Regions from separate parts of the Ovis aries genome. Here region 2 is linked to region 1. Evidence: chromatin contacts called from public Hi-C data. All regions are on one chromosome and are shown on one strand. The core of a region is the stretch at or near the end of the contact, and the rest is flanking DNA. Distances in the headings are between cores, read along the strand shown.

Region 1 (7,141 bases), core at 1,573-4,072:
AGCCCCCGGGATCCGATGCCTGATGTTCTGAGATGGAGCTAATGTAATAGAAATTAAAGTGCACAAAAAATGTAACGCACTTGACTCATCCCGAAACCATCCCCTCCATCCCAGGTCGGTGGAAAAGTTGTCTTCAAGGAAACTGGTCCCTGGTGCCAAATAGGTTGGGGACCACGGCACCAAAAAACAGCATCTCAGGGCAACAATTTGTGGACCAGCCCTACCTCTGGCTTCCTGGTTTTTTGTTTTTCTATCACTGTTTTTGGCTTTACTTGGTTTCTCTTCTTTCCTTTTTATCTTGATCTTGTTTGTAAAGGGGCTTTAGTACTGAGAGCAGCGGTGGGGGTTGGGGGGTTAAATGTAAATGAATAATAAACAGGAGGAACCTCCAGCATCCTGAAGCTCCACCCAGGGGCATCCTAGAGCTTTGAGGATGCCCACCCTCAGCAACCGTGAAATTAAAAGACGCTTGCTCCCTGGAAGAAAAGCTATGACCAACCTAGACAGCATATTAAAAAGCAGAGGCATTACTTTGCCAGCAAAGATTTGTCTAGTCAAAGCTATGGTGTTTCCAGTAGTCAGGTATGGATGTGAGAGTTGGACCGTAAAGAAAGCTGAGCACTGAAGAATTGATGCTTTTGAACTGAGGTGCTAGAGAAGACTCTTGAGAGTCCCTTGGACTGCAAGGACAACCAGTCCATCCTAAAGGAGATCAGTCCTGAGTGTTCATTGGAAGGACTGATGTTGAAGGTGAAGAAGCTTCAATACTTTGGCCTCTAAGAGCTGACTCGTTAGAAAAGACCCTGATGCTGGGAAAGATTAAAGGCGGGAGGAGAAGGGGACGACAAAAGACGAGATGGTTGGATGGCATCACCGACTCGATGGACATGAGTTTGATTAAATTCCGGGAGTTGGTGATGGACAGGGAAGCCTGGTGTGCTGCAGTCCGTGGGGTCACAAAGAGTCGGACACGACTGAGCGACTGCTGAACAGAACTGACCCTCAGGAGGGGCGGGGCTCTGGGGGAGACTGAGATGCGGGGAGCAGGGGTGGTGGTGAAGGATTCCTGCCGCCCAAAGGGAAGCCCTGAAGGTGTCCTGGTTTGCACCCGGAGGCAGGACAGAGTCTGACCAGCAGGGGGCACTGCTCCCTCCATCTCCTGGGCACTGCCAGGACACCTGGAACCCGATTCCCTTTACCAACAGAGCACTTGGGGCCTCCAGACAGCCATGCTCACGGCAGCTTCTGCGACCGGGGGGCCTGCCCTTTCTAGGCAAAAACTAAGGCGACCCCAGGGGCCTGCACCCCAGTTTCAGATGGGAGAAGGAAAGCGAGGGATGGGTCCTTTCACTTAAGGCTTCAGTTTCCCCACTGTTGTTGAGTCGCTCAGTCGTGTCCGACTCTTTGTGGCCTCATGGCCTGTAGCCACCAGGCTCCTCTGCCCACGGGATTCTCCAGGCAAGAATACTGGAGCGAGTTGCCATTTCCTCCTCTAGGGGGTCTCCCCGATGCAGGGATCAAACCCGCATCTCTTGAGTCTGCTGCGTTGGCAGGTGGGCTCTTTACCACATACTTTAACAACTGTGTTCATGACAGCATGGCTCCCCCCCCCCCAGTAATGCTGTGCAGCTTGTTTGATGCATGTAAAGCCATCATTCTGAGCAGGGCTCTCTAGACCTCAGCAGGCGGCCGCAGGGCCTTGCAAAGAAGGTGCGGACCCCCAGCTCCAGGGTCTTCAGCCGAAGGCTTTCTCCGCCTGACAGGTCGCCCCTCTGACCTGGCTTTGCTTCCGAGCCTTCACCCAGGGGGGAATTAGCTCCCTGCTTGACACCAGCAACCCACAGGCCCACTACAGCATCCAGATCCTACACCCTCTTGAAGCTCACCTCCAAAGAGGGTTCTGTCCTCTGTCTCCTTGGACCACACCCGCCCACAGCCCTCGTCACACTGCAGGCAGTCCGGTCACCAGGCTCTGGGCCCTCGGGGCAGGGCCCCCAGCCTGGAGCGTCTTTTCTGAGAACGTGTGCCGAATAATCCGCCCCCTGTGGGCTGATTGCATGCCATGCCCCAACGCAGGAGACGCCCCATATACGGCACAGCCCTACGCCTTCCCCTTTCCCAGAGGGGAAACTGAGGCACAGGGCTGTCAGGAGACCCCGCCAGGGTTCCAGGGCACCGAGAGCTCGGGCGGAACCAGACAGACCTTGTGCGGAGCCCGAGGAAGCAACTCCTCCGAGCTCTAAGGACCGCGCGGTCGGTGGGGTGGAGGTGCTTCCTGGAGGTCTGTCCCCAGCATCTCCCCAGGGGGGGCGATGTCCACCTCGACGGCCGGTGGGCCGGGGGCCAGGCCTGTGAGTCCTGAGGGCACCCAGGCCCAGGAGGCCCGCGGTGGGGGTGGGGGCGCTGGGCCGCAGGGCAGGGAGAGGAGACGGGCTGGGGAGGAGGGGCCGGGACTAACGGTCTGGCCTTGCCCATTCTTTGAAGGGGGGGACCCGGAGGAGTAGCTGAGGTCACTGGAACTGGGACACGAACCGGGCCGGGTCAGAGATTCCCGGGATGGTGCCCGCGGCCTGCACGCGGTGGCTCCTCCCCTACAAGGCCCCTGACACGCCGGGCGGGCCGCTGCATAACTATCACCCGGTTCCCCAGACCAGGCAGGCCCAGCTTTTGGCCGCGGGTGGGTCCAGGCCCCGGAAGGCCGGCGCGGGGGTGGAGGGGGGCGGCGGTTGGGCTGGGGCGGAGCTGGCGAGGGGCCGGGCCACCCCCTTTCTGCGAGGGCGGGCGGCCGGCGCCTTAAAACGCGGCAGGGCCGGCCGCCCCGCAGACCGTCGGCCCGGCCGGCACGGGGCGCCTCTCCAGTCCCTCGCCGCCGCGTTCCCCGCGCCCCGGGCATGTCCCTGCGGTCCCGGGGCCCGCCCGCCTGAGCCCGAGCCGCCGGCGCAGGTGGCCGCGTTCCCTCCGTCGGCGCCCGGAGCCGCGGCCTCGGTGCGCGCCCCCTCCCCGGGCCGGTCTCCCGCGCTGCAGCCCGCCGCCGGCCGGTCCGCCATGCAGGCGCGGGCGCTGCTCCTGGCCGCGCTGGCCGCCCTGGCGTTGGCCCGGGAGCCCCCAGCCGCGTCGTGCCCCGCGCGCTGCGACGTGTCGCGGTGCCCGAGCCCCCGTTGCCCTGGCGGCTACGTGCCGGACCTCTGCAACTGCTGCCTGGTGTGCGCCGCCACCGAGGGCGAGCCGTGCGGCCGCGCCGTCGACTCGCCGTGCGGGGAGAGCTTGGAGTGCGTGCGCGGGCTGTGTCGCTGCCGCTGGGCGCACGCTGTGTGTGGCACCGACGGGCACACCTACGCCAACGTGTGCGCGCTGCAGGCGGCCAGCCGCCGCGCGCTGCAGCTCTCTGGGACGCCCGTGCGCCAGCTGCAGAAGGGCGCCTGCCCATCGGGTAAGCGCTCGGCCGGGGAGGGAGCGCCAGCATCGCTGGCGGGGTTGGGGGGGGTGGGGATGAAGAAGCGTCTCCTGGGAAACGGGGCCCAGAGCCAGGGCGGAGCGCTCCCCAGGGAACAAGTGACGATTTCTTTTAGAGATCTCTAACCAGGCTTCCGGTTTTCAGGTCGGGGAACCAAGACGGGGAAAGGTAAAATGCTGTCCCCAAGGTCGCAGAAGTAGCCCACCGGTGGTGAGACCAAGGGCTCTGACCACCTCAGTGGGCCTGGTCCGCCCAGCATTTCTCCAGCCTCATTAAAATGTACCCACCTTGTGTCTCGTTTCCCCTGGTCCCCACATCCCTGCCCTGCCTGGGAGTTGGATGCAAAGCACTCTTTCCTGGCCTTCCATGTCTGGGTATCCGTACGACAGACAGCAGTTGAGCCACATAGGGTGTTTTCTTTTTCTTTTTCTTTTTTTGTACTGCATTTAAAATACGTCTCTGGAAGGTCGTTTAGGAATGGTGAGCCAGTGTGTGGCGTCTCTGGACTGTGTGAGGGGGCTCTGTGTGGACAGGCCGTGGGGTAAGAAATCTCTCAGTCCCATCAAAGCTTGGAGCATGCGTGCGTGCGTGCGTGCTAAGTCGCTCAGTCGTGCCTTTGTGACCTCATGGACTGTAGCCCACCAGGCTCCTCTGTCCATGGGATTCTCCAGGCAAGAATTCTGGAGTGGGTTGCCATGCCCTCCTCTAGGGGGTCTTCCCCACCCAGGGATGGAAGCCACATCTCTCGTCTCTTGCCTTGGCAGACCAGCTCTTTACCGTTGAGCCGCAGGAGAAGCCCAACCTTAGAGTAGACCCCCTAACCTGGGGTTGGCTCCAGGTGGCTTCTTGCCACACAGGCTGACCCTGTGAAAGAAAATGCTAGAAAACCCTGCTGTGCCCATGTTTGTCTGGGGCATCTCTTGGGAAGGCAGGCTCCCGCGTTGGTTCTTAGGCGCTCTGAGCACAGCACCCTGCGCTGAGTTCACAGCAACCAAGAGGAATCAGGCTCCGAGTGTGCCCTCAGCCCATAGCTGGGGAGATGCTGACCCCCAGGACGGGCTCCACCGTGGGGCACAAGGCCACCTGGGAGCCAGGGAGCCTGGAAGGGCTGAAGGGCCAGCTCTTCTGGGAAGAGACGGCAGTGTGAATCGCCACATGGAGACCTTAGCGTGTGTGGTGAGCCAGGTCAGGGAGAACACACAGCCCAGAGCAGGGGTGCATGTGCGTGTGTGTGTGCGTGTGCGTGTATGTGTGCACGTGTGTGCATGTGTGTGCATGTGTGTGACACCCAAGGCTGGACAGCTTGTCAGGGACAGGACCATGCGTGTCCCATAAACACTGTGCCTTAGATTTCACCCTGTAGGCCAGGCTCCCCAGATCGGGTCTGGGATTCTGAAAACAAGTGTCCTGGGGCCCAAACGTTCTAGAAAGTAAACTCCAGCCCTGCAGTGGGGAGTCACATTCAGCTTGAGTCTTTCAGAGCTCCCTGCAACACGGTAAAAAAAAAAAAATGATAAACACCCAGGGTTTCCCAAGAGAACTCCAGCAAAAAGCTCCTTCCTGGGAGAACGCACGGGGCCTCCCCCTGGCACGCCGGGGTTCCAGGGAGCCTGGTTTGGGAAGCATTATGTGGGATTAGCCATGATGATATGGGACAGCCTTTGAAGGGTTTTAAGAGAAGTGAGTGTGATGTGGTCAGGCTTGTGCTTGGATTGTGCCTGGGAGACTGGGGGTGTGGGGCCACTCAATGTCACGGGGGTGGAAAAGTTATCATTTACTTCGTGCCCACTTCACCCTCTGCCTTGGGGCTCAGAGCCAGCAGGCCCATCTCAGGCCATGCTGGCAGGTCAGATAGGCAGAGGGCTCAGGGTGGGCTCCCCAAAGCCAACTCTCCCAAGTAGTGGATGCTCTTAGAGTCAGGCTCCAGGGCGCCAAGGGCTGGAGTGGGTTGGAGGTGGTCTAGGCATTTCGAAGCCTTTATTTTCTTTAATAACTATTAAATGTTGTATTCTTTTTTAAAATGTTCATTTACCTGGCTGCGCCGGGGCTTAGTTGAGGCCCAGGGGATCTTTAGTTGTGGTTGGTGAACTCTTAGTTGTAGCAAGTGGGACCTAGCTCCCTGGCCAGGGGTTGAACCTTGGGCCCCCTGCATTGGGAGCACAGAGTCTTAGTCCCTGGACCACCAGGGGCGTCATGAAACCTTTCTTCTTGGCCGATGGAGTCCCAGCTTGCGAAGCCCCTGCTCTGCGTGTCCTGCTCACCGTGGGCTGGCAACAAGGCCCCTGCAATGAGGCAGAGCCCGGCTGGGCCCTGGAGAAACGGATGGAGGGAGATACTGGAGGCTGAGCAGAGAACGGTACCGTGGCGGCCACAGGGAGCCGCAGAGGGCTCAGGGGTGGAGTGGGAGGCCCGCAGCTGGGGCTGGCCCTGCCCCTCCTCCGAACGCGGTGCTGCCCACGAGGCCCTGCTCCTCAGTTTCCTCACCTGTTAAGTGGGACGAATGCTCAGTTTTGGTGAATTGGTGCAGAGAGTAATGAGCTACGGCACGCAGACACGTGCCTTCAACCAGCGGTCACCAGACGGCCGGTTACTTTCTGTGTCATGATCGCGCTTCTGAAGCCTCCCACCACCCTTTCCATCACCTGACGAGGCCTGGGAGGCTCCCCAGAGGCGGAGCTCCAGTGCTGAGCGGTGGGAGGTGACCTGGGCTCTCTGGACAGGTGATGGGGAGGATGCAGGGAGCTGGGAGCCGGGCAGAGGCAGAGGGACCAGCCGCACCGGGTGGGCGTGCAGACCACAAGCCCTGTCTTCAGAGCCCCCCGGGGCAGGGGGCGCCCAGAGGGTCTGCGGCCACGGCGGCCTCGGTGGGCGGGGCCAGATGGGCCCAGCCTCCCATGGGTACCTTGCACACCACGGTTCGCGGCCCGCCCCTGCTCCCGGCGCCCGGGCACAGGGACCTCAGACACCCGGCTTCCCGCAAGGCAGCAGGGGCAGAGTCCAGCCCCTGTGGACTGGCGCCATCTCACTTGGCGAATCCGTTCCTTACTCATGCACCCGAGATGTGCTCACGGAGGCAGGGAAGGGCCAAGTGATGGGGCTGAGGTCACTCGGCTGGGAAATGACAGAGGCAGGCCTGGCCCGGGTCCGGCTGACACTCTTCTTCAGGCAGGGCGGCGGGCCCCCAAGGCCTGGGGTCAGGATCAGGCCTGGGTCTCCAGCGCCAATAGGCTCAACCTCTATAGAGCATCCCTGGTGGCGATACTCGCTCCCCGACCCCGGGCCTTCCCAGGGCCTGGTCAGAAATCACTGGGTGATGTCCACGTGTAGCGGCAGGTAAGGGGCTACTATCTTCAACATATCCCCCTGGACGTGAGTCCTGCTGGCTCCACCCTCACTTGCCTTCGGATGCACCCAGGGTCCTGTCTCCAGCCCCCTCCTTCCCTGAGCCGAAGTCCTGTGTCCTGGTCCGACAGGACCACCCCTGGGGAGTTTAGGTCAGAAGGCTCCATCACGCTTTGACCCCTTACTTCCCCTCGTTCCTCACTCCCTGTCTACAGGAGGGTCCTCAGCTCGACCTTGAGATGTTCCCCCCAGGGTCCCTCCAGCCACGCTGGCCTCCGCGGACCTTTTCCACCTCCCTCATCCTCCCTTCGGTCACTTCTTCACACGGCGGCCAGGGTGACCGTG
Region 2 (7,141 bases), core at 3,298-5,797, 94 kb after region 1:
CCAACCCTGGAGGCTCCGGCACCTTGACATGCGTGACGTAGGCGCCCTCAGGGGTGACGTCTCCTGAGCGGTTCAGCAGGTCCTGGCGTGGAATCCTGACCTTGTGGAACATGGCGAACCTGTGCGGGGACATGGCTTCTGGTTAAACGGGGGGGGCGGCCCCGGGGCTCACCTCCCCTTCCCGAAACCTGGTCAAATCAAAGCGGAGGTCAGCTCAGAAGGGGAGATAACCCCCTAGAGACAGGAAAACTCCGAGAGCAAACGCAGGAGAGAAGATAGTGGAGACGGGGCATCTCAGCACACCCTTCTGTCTGTAAGAGCGGCCTTCATTCCGTTTTTATTTTTTGCGGTTGTTGCTGTTGTTTGCTGCACTGCATGGCTTGAGGGATCTTACTTCCTGGACCAGGGGTTGAACCCACCAGGCCTTCAGCAGTGAGAACGCGGAGTCCTAACCACTGCACAGCCTGGCCTGCCCAGAGAAAGCTTAAACAGAAGACGTGGTGCAAGCAGGGGGTTCTGCGTGAAACAAATTGGTCGCCATCTGTTGGTAGTGATGGAGACCGCTGCCCCCCACTGTCCCCCAGGCTCAGGCCTCAGGGCTGCACACAGGCTCCTCCTAAGCCGGGAAGGGACGCCCTCGACGTGGCCGGACAAGCCCAGATGAGGTCCTTCAGCAGGAAACGAGGACCTTCTTCCTAAACATGAGGATCTCTGACTCTCACACTTGGACCCCGCACCAGAGTCTCCCACACGGGGCGGCAGAGCCAGCAAACTGGGCTTCAGACCTCACAAGTCAAGCAGGAGCACGAGCCGTCCCACTGGGGCTCCAGACGCAGAGGCCGGCTCCCCTGAGCAGCTGGAGAACACGCCTGCACACACATCCCCAGGGGTCACGCGCATGTGTCAGTAATGAAAGGTGTTTTCTGTGGTTGTCAGGAAGGAAAATCTAACTCGCAGTAGTTCAGGGGACAAGGCTGTACAAAGTACCGGGTGTGCAGAAACTGCCAAACAAAAACGCCAAACCGTCTATGTCAACAGTTGCTGGAGCACCCTGGGCTTCCCAGGTGGCGCTGCTGCTGCTGCTGCTGCTGCTGAGTCGCTTCAGTCGTGTCCGACTCTGTGCGACCTCATAGACGGCAGCCCACCAGGCTCCCCCGTCCCTGGGATTCTCCAGGTAAGAGTACTGGAGTGGGGTGCCATTGCCTTCTCCAAGGCATGGAAGTGGAAAGTGAACCCCATAGACGGCAGCCCACCAGGCTCCTCCATCCATGGGATTTTCCAGGTAAAGATACCGGAGTGGGTTGCCATTTCCTTCTCCAGGGGATCTTCCCGACCCCTGGGATCGAACCCAGGTCTTCCGCATTGCAGGCAGATTCTCTACCAGCTGAGCCACAAGGGAAGCCCAATACGGGACTCATAAAAGACACAGGTTTGGTCCCTGGGTCGGGAAGATCCCCTGGAGGAGGGCATGGCTACCCACTTCAGTATTCTTGCCTGGAGAATCCCATGGACAGAGGAGCCTGGCGCGCTGCGGTCCATGGGGTCACAAAGAGTTGGATGGGACTAAAGTGGACGCGACTTAAGGCACACAAGCATAGTGCCTTATCGGATTTCTAAGCATTTTCAGTGCCACGGGGAACCTCTCTTACTGAACCACAGGAAGCAGCTCTGTGAGGGAGAGCAGCGCCCTTCGGAGAAGGGGGATGGCTCCTCGCCCCGAGCCCACCCCCAGCCCCTCCCCAGATCCCCAGGACGTGCAGAGCACCCCACCACCGTCCAGAGCCAGCATGTTCCCCTCCACCTCTGACCCAGCGTCCTCACGGTCTGTGCCTCTTCTGATTTCCTCAATAGTCTCTGCCTTGGTCTCTCCAAATCCCACCTCATCACCGCCCCCCCACCCCCCGCCTCGCCGCCGTCCTGCACACTGGGGCAGAGGCCTCTGCAACCTTCAGCTCAGAACGGTCACGCCTGGCACGAGAACTCTGGATCCTGGAGACCAACAGAATCGAAACCCATAGGAGGATGCGGAAAGTCCCCGGACGGGACCACTGCCTGCTCCTCGTGGCTCCCCGCCGTGTTACATCTGCGTGCAACCTTCAAGCCATCCAGGCCCTCTCCAGACTGGCAGGTGGCTCCTCTGAGCACTGCCACCTCCTCTGAGGCCTGCCGTGCCTCCCCACCCCTCCCCGTGACGAGCACCGGGTGGTCCCACAGCACCCTGAGACGGTGGTCCCGTCCGGGTCGCTCGCTGTGCCATCCTGCCTCTCAGTGGGAGCTAAGCCATCCTGTTATAATGAGGGGCCACGTGCCGGAACCGAGCAATTAGGGCTGTGGATGAGCCAGCAGGAGTGAGACTTCGTCCCCTGGGAGCTGGTACAGTCTGCACGGACCCCCAAGTCCGGGGACGGCCGGGGGCTGACACAGCCAATGCCACTGGGGAGGAGTCGAGCCCCAGGGGTGGGGCATCTGGAGGCCCCTCACAGATGCCTCGGAATCGACTAGGATTCTGCACGTCAGGCCCCGAGGCCTCCACCAGCATCCAGGCGAGGGGTCTCCTTCCCATGTACAAAACACAGGCCGGGTCTGAGCGTCTGAAAGCGCTGGCCTGGAGGCGGCCACGCAGCAGGGGTCTGTGGGGCTCAGACCCCTGCGTTCTGAGAAGGCCTGGCCGCAGGGCCGACGCCCCCCCAAGCGGTCCAGCCCATGACTGGAAAGCCGCGGGATGCTCTTCCAAGTCCGCTGCTGTAGACACCGAGCGCCCTTTTTAAGGAGTGGAAAATCTTCCCCCGCCCCTGCCACACGGGGGACGGAACCAGGCTGAACGTATTTATACTTGGAAAAGTAGCCGCTTGGGGTTTAACCGAAATCAGAATTTCACGCATTCTTTTCTGAGTCAGACAGTCAGTGCCCACCAGCCTGCGGGCCAGAATCCCGGGTCTGTGGAGGACACGGGTGTGTGTGTGTACGCCTGCGTGCATTGTGGGGGCACCGGGTGTGACACGGGGGTGTGAACAGGCAGTGTGTCTGGCTCCCCGCCCTGCACCCCTTCCCTCCTGGGCCCCCCACGTCAGGTCCTAACAATTTCCTTGCTCCTTGAGGCCTCCCACCACCGCCATCCCAGCCTCACCTGGAACCAAAAATACCCAGCAGGTCTCAGCACATACCCGCGCGCTGCCCACCACCAGACGCTTCCCTGAGTGGCCACTGAGCAGGTGTGAGGATGCCTGCCACCCATCTTGAAGGTGAGGCTTAACGGCTCACCCGAGGGCTCCTTACTATCTTGCTTTCAGATTTATTTGACTAAAAGTAACCCACGTAATTTACACCTGCCTCTGATTTCTAGACGGGCTTGCCTCGTGGCTCAGCTGGTAAAGAATTCGCCTGCAATGCAGTAGACCCCGGTTTGATTCCTGGGTTGGGAAGATCCCCTGGTGAAGGGATAGGCTACCCACTCCAGTATTCTTGGGCTTCCCTGGTGGCTCAGCTGGTGAAGAAGCCGCCTGCATTTGAGTCAGTTGTAATGAGGTGGATGAAACTGGAGCCTGTTATACAGAGTGAACTAAGTCAGAAAGAAAAACACCAATACAGTATATTAACGCATACATATGGAATTTAGAAAGATGGTAATGATGACCCTACATGCGAGACAGCAAAAGAGACACAGATGTAAAGAACAGACTTTTGGACTCTGTGGGAGAAGGGGAGGGTGGGATGGTTTGAGAGAATAGCATTGAAACATGTATATTACCATATGTGAAACAGATCGCCAGTCCAAGTTCAATGCGTGAAACAGGGCACTCAAAGCCGGTGCACTGGGACGACCCAGAGGGATGGGATGGGGAGGAACGTGGGAGGGGGGTTCGGGCTGGGGGGCACATGTACACCCGTGGCTGATTCATGTCAGTGTGTGGCAAAAACCACAATATTGTAAAGTAATTAGCCTCCAATTAAAATAAATAATTAAAAAAAAAAAAAAAGAGTCCACGGGCAATGCGGGAGACCTGGGTTTGATCTCTGGGTTGGAGGATCCCTGGAGAATGGGAAGGCTACCCTCTCTAGTATTCTGGCCTGGAGAATCGCCATGAACTCTATAGTCCATGAGGTTGCAAAGAGTCAGACACGACTGAGCAACTTTCACTTCGCTGATTTCTAGACAGCCTTCCTGCAGACTCACGCACTCCTGTGATCTACCTACAAACTGTTACTGTTTTTTTTTTTTTTAAAAAAAAAACAAGAGGTCTCTGGACAGAAAGTCACTCCATCACAACACTGCCCTGCAAGCATCCGGCAAGTGGGGGAAGCAGGGACTCAGATCCATCCCGGGCGCCCTCTGCTGGGCACGTGCCCCGCGGCCAGCAGGGACAGTGGTATGTTCAGCGAGGCAGGCCCCTGGCCCCTATCCCAGCCCCAGCCTGGGGCAGGGGGCCTCGGGGCCCCAGGCGCTACAGGACCTTCAAAGACGCAGGGACCCAGTGAGGCTGCTTCAGGTCCCATCTGCCGAGCTTCCCCTCGGAACGGTGCCTCTGGTCTCGGGGAGCCACTCTGGGCCTGGCTTCAGGGTGGTCACCATGCTGCCCCCTGGCGGTTCCCAGGCTGGCACGGCTGAGACTTTTAAGAGCTGCGCTCCTCCCACATGACACATTTACTTGGAGGAGGGCCTTAGTGGTCCAGAGGGAAGGCTTCTGCCTGCAGTGTGGGATGCCAGGGTTCAGTCACAGGTTTGGTCCCTGGGTCGGGAAGATGCCCTGGAGGAGGGCATGGCTACCCACTTCAGTATTCTTGCCTGGAGAATCCCATGGACAGAGGAGCCTGGTGGGCTGCAGTCCATGGGGTCACAAAGAGTCGGACATGACTGAGCAACTACACTTTCACTTTTTTTTTTGCTATGTCGGTGTGACTGTGTCTCCTGGGCGGGGGGCGGGGGGTCGGTGCGAGAAGGCTGTTGAAGACACAGTACTCAGTCTTTAAAACAGGAGATGACTTGGGGGGGTGGTGGGAACCAAGTGCAGAGATTTTCACTGATGTCCCAAAACAAGGTTAAAGGTTCTAACTTGTAAAAACCAAAACATATGGGGACTGGGAGCCTGTGAGCCCGCCTGATAACATCCACAGACCGCAGTGACCCGGTAGCACTTGTTCACGGCTGGAGGGTCACCTCCCGCCGCCAGGCTGCACGTGGACTCACAGACCAGGCAGACACAGCCACCACACACAAGCTTTCTGGGCCCCATGCTAGGGCACAGATCTAAAAAGGCAACAGGGCCTTCCAGCCCCACCGCTCTCGTGGGCCCCGAGATGCCGCCGACTGCCCAGAGGACCAGGGGCCCATGCACCTGCACCAAGCCGCGATGGACGGAGCTACGCCCCCTCCCCACCAGGTAATTAACAGGTCTTCTCACAGGCCAGCAAGAGGGGCGCTCAGAGCTCTTGACGGTAATTAGTTAGGAGGCTTGTGCGTGCACAGGCCTGGTTTTGCTTTTTAACGACGTCCTGCTGTCTTCTCCTCTAGCTAGAGTAAACAGATCGATGGCTCTCCCCTTCTTGGGCACAGGCTGGAGCCTCACCTGTTCCGAGGGTCCGAGCAGAGATTTGAGACTCTCTCCAGGTCACCAGCTCCCCACCTTACGGGGAGGGACGGCAGGAAGGACCCTCAGAGTGCTGGGAGGCCAACCGCCTGCTCCAGCTTCTGTCTCGGAGAAGACCCGCTTCGGATTTATATTCAAAACGACCAGAGTCAGCGTAACCAGAGGGTTCCAACTACGGCCGGGCATGCGTCTCTGTTTTCTGGCTCCCTGCGAAGCGGTAGGTACACAGACCTTCCTAAGATGCAGCGTGAGATACAGGACTAAGGAACCTCCCAGCTCTGCTTTCCTACATAGCAAGTATCTTAGGAGAACAGAAGGGATGCAAAGCATCTCAGCCAGAATTGCTGGGAGACAGCAGGTGAGTCCTGCCTGAACGCTCAGGTGAGGGGGCACCGACGGGTGGCACACAGCTGGGAAGACACGCCCAGGCCCCAGGCAGGGCTACGTGAGGCGCCCAGCACGAGGACATCATGGATGAGCAGGCAGGCGAGGGGACAGGCCGGGAAAGCTGCTGAAGGTCAGACCAAGAGGCAGGGGTGGGCCCGGGATCTGAACCCAAATCGTCTCACTCCCAAATCTGTGCCCTGAATGAGCCAGAGAATCCCTCCTGGAGGCTGCAAGGCCCCTCCTGACATGGCTGTCCTGCCCACCTGGCCCCTCCAGCTCCCCAAGCCCGGGTCTCATCTCAGACCACACTGCCCCCACTACCCAGCACCCAGCTTCACCCACAGAATGGCATGGGCGCAGGCTGGGTGCCTGAGCTCCAGTCCAGGGGAGCACATCGGGGTCTCGGGCTGAGAGCTGGAGTGGCCACCTGCCAGGGACAAGTTCACTACTCAGCACGCAGGGCCACTTAACAGCTCCTGAGGCTGGGCTTGGAACCAGCGGAACCCGGCCCTTCCCAACACAGTCCCGCATGCGGAGGTGCAGCACGTCCTGCAGGGAGCGGGGCGGCACTGAGGGGCCTGGGGGGCTCAGGGGTGGTCGGTGCTGAGCGGGCAGCCTCGAGGAAAGGGCCCAAGAGGAGCGACCATCAAGTTCAAGGGCCAGACTTACCCGTTGTCCAGGCCGTTCTGCCCCAGCTTCTTCCCAATGTCGCCGACCATCACCCCCGGCATGGGAAGAAGGGTCTTTGGGTCCCGAATCTGCACAGACCACACACACACACACACACACAAAGACAGACAGCAGTGGTGAGGGCCACATGGAAAAGCAGATGAAAATGTCCAAGACCACTCCCCCGCCGTGACCGAGCCACAGGGTCCCTGCGTGGAGCTGCCGTTGGTTAAACTGACCTCCTGAAACGTGGCCCCGTTGGGAGTCAGGGTCCTCGCAGATACTGACAGAGGATCTGGAGAGGAGACCACCCTGGTGACCTGCGGGGGCCTGAATCCAATGGCCTGCGTTCTCCGAGGGTCAGAGGAGGAGAGGACATGGGGAGAGGGGGCCACGTGCGGACGGAGGTGGACACGGGTTGGAGTCGGCCACAGAGCAGCATCAGGGGGTCAGCGGAAGCTGGCAGAGGCAGTGGGGACCCTCCCTTGCAGCCTCTGGGC

Evidence for each region. Hi-C and Micro-C count contacts between places; a contact is called where the count stands out from the background.
Region 2: a contact with region 1 is called in a Hi-C map of hypothalamus, with 3 times the contacts expected there. The contact joins the enhancer-like site here to the promoter of HTRA3 in region 1. A contact is called at or near these places in 6 of 16 Hi-C or Micro-C datasets (hypothalamus, liver, muscle and 2 more).

The regions. Positions count from the first base shown.
Region 1 is chr6:115,298,126-115,305,266 of ARS-UI_Ramb_v3.0, forward strand. It overlaps HTRA3 (HtrA serine peptidase 3), which reads left to right and starts at 2,823. Exons shown (of 9, transcript XM_027971265.2): 1 at 2,823-3,430. The coding sequence starts at 3,046.
Region 2 is chr6:115,390,849-115,397,989 of ARS-UI_Ramb_v3.0, forward strand. It overlaps ACOX3 (acyl-CoA oxidase 3, pristanoyl), which reads right to left. Exons shown (of 19, transcript XM_027971266.3): 7 at 6,642-6,730; 8 at 23-119. Among named protein-coding and RNA genes, the nearest start is that of ACOX3, 22 kb to the right of the region's middle. Within about 2 kb of position 4,548, at least 14 of the 54 cell types and tissues checked have an H3K27ac peak or open chromatin away from gene starts, as enhancers often do. A contact at or near this core is called in hypothalamus and liver, where this site is marked.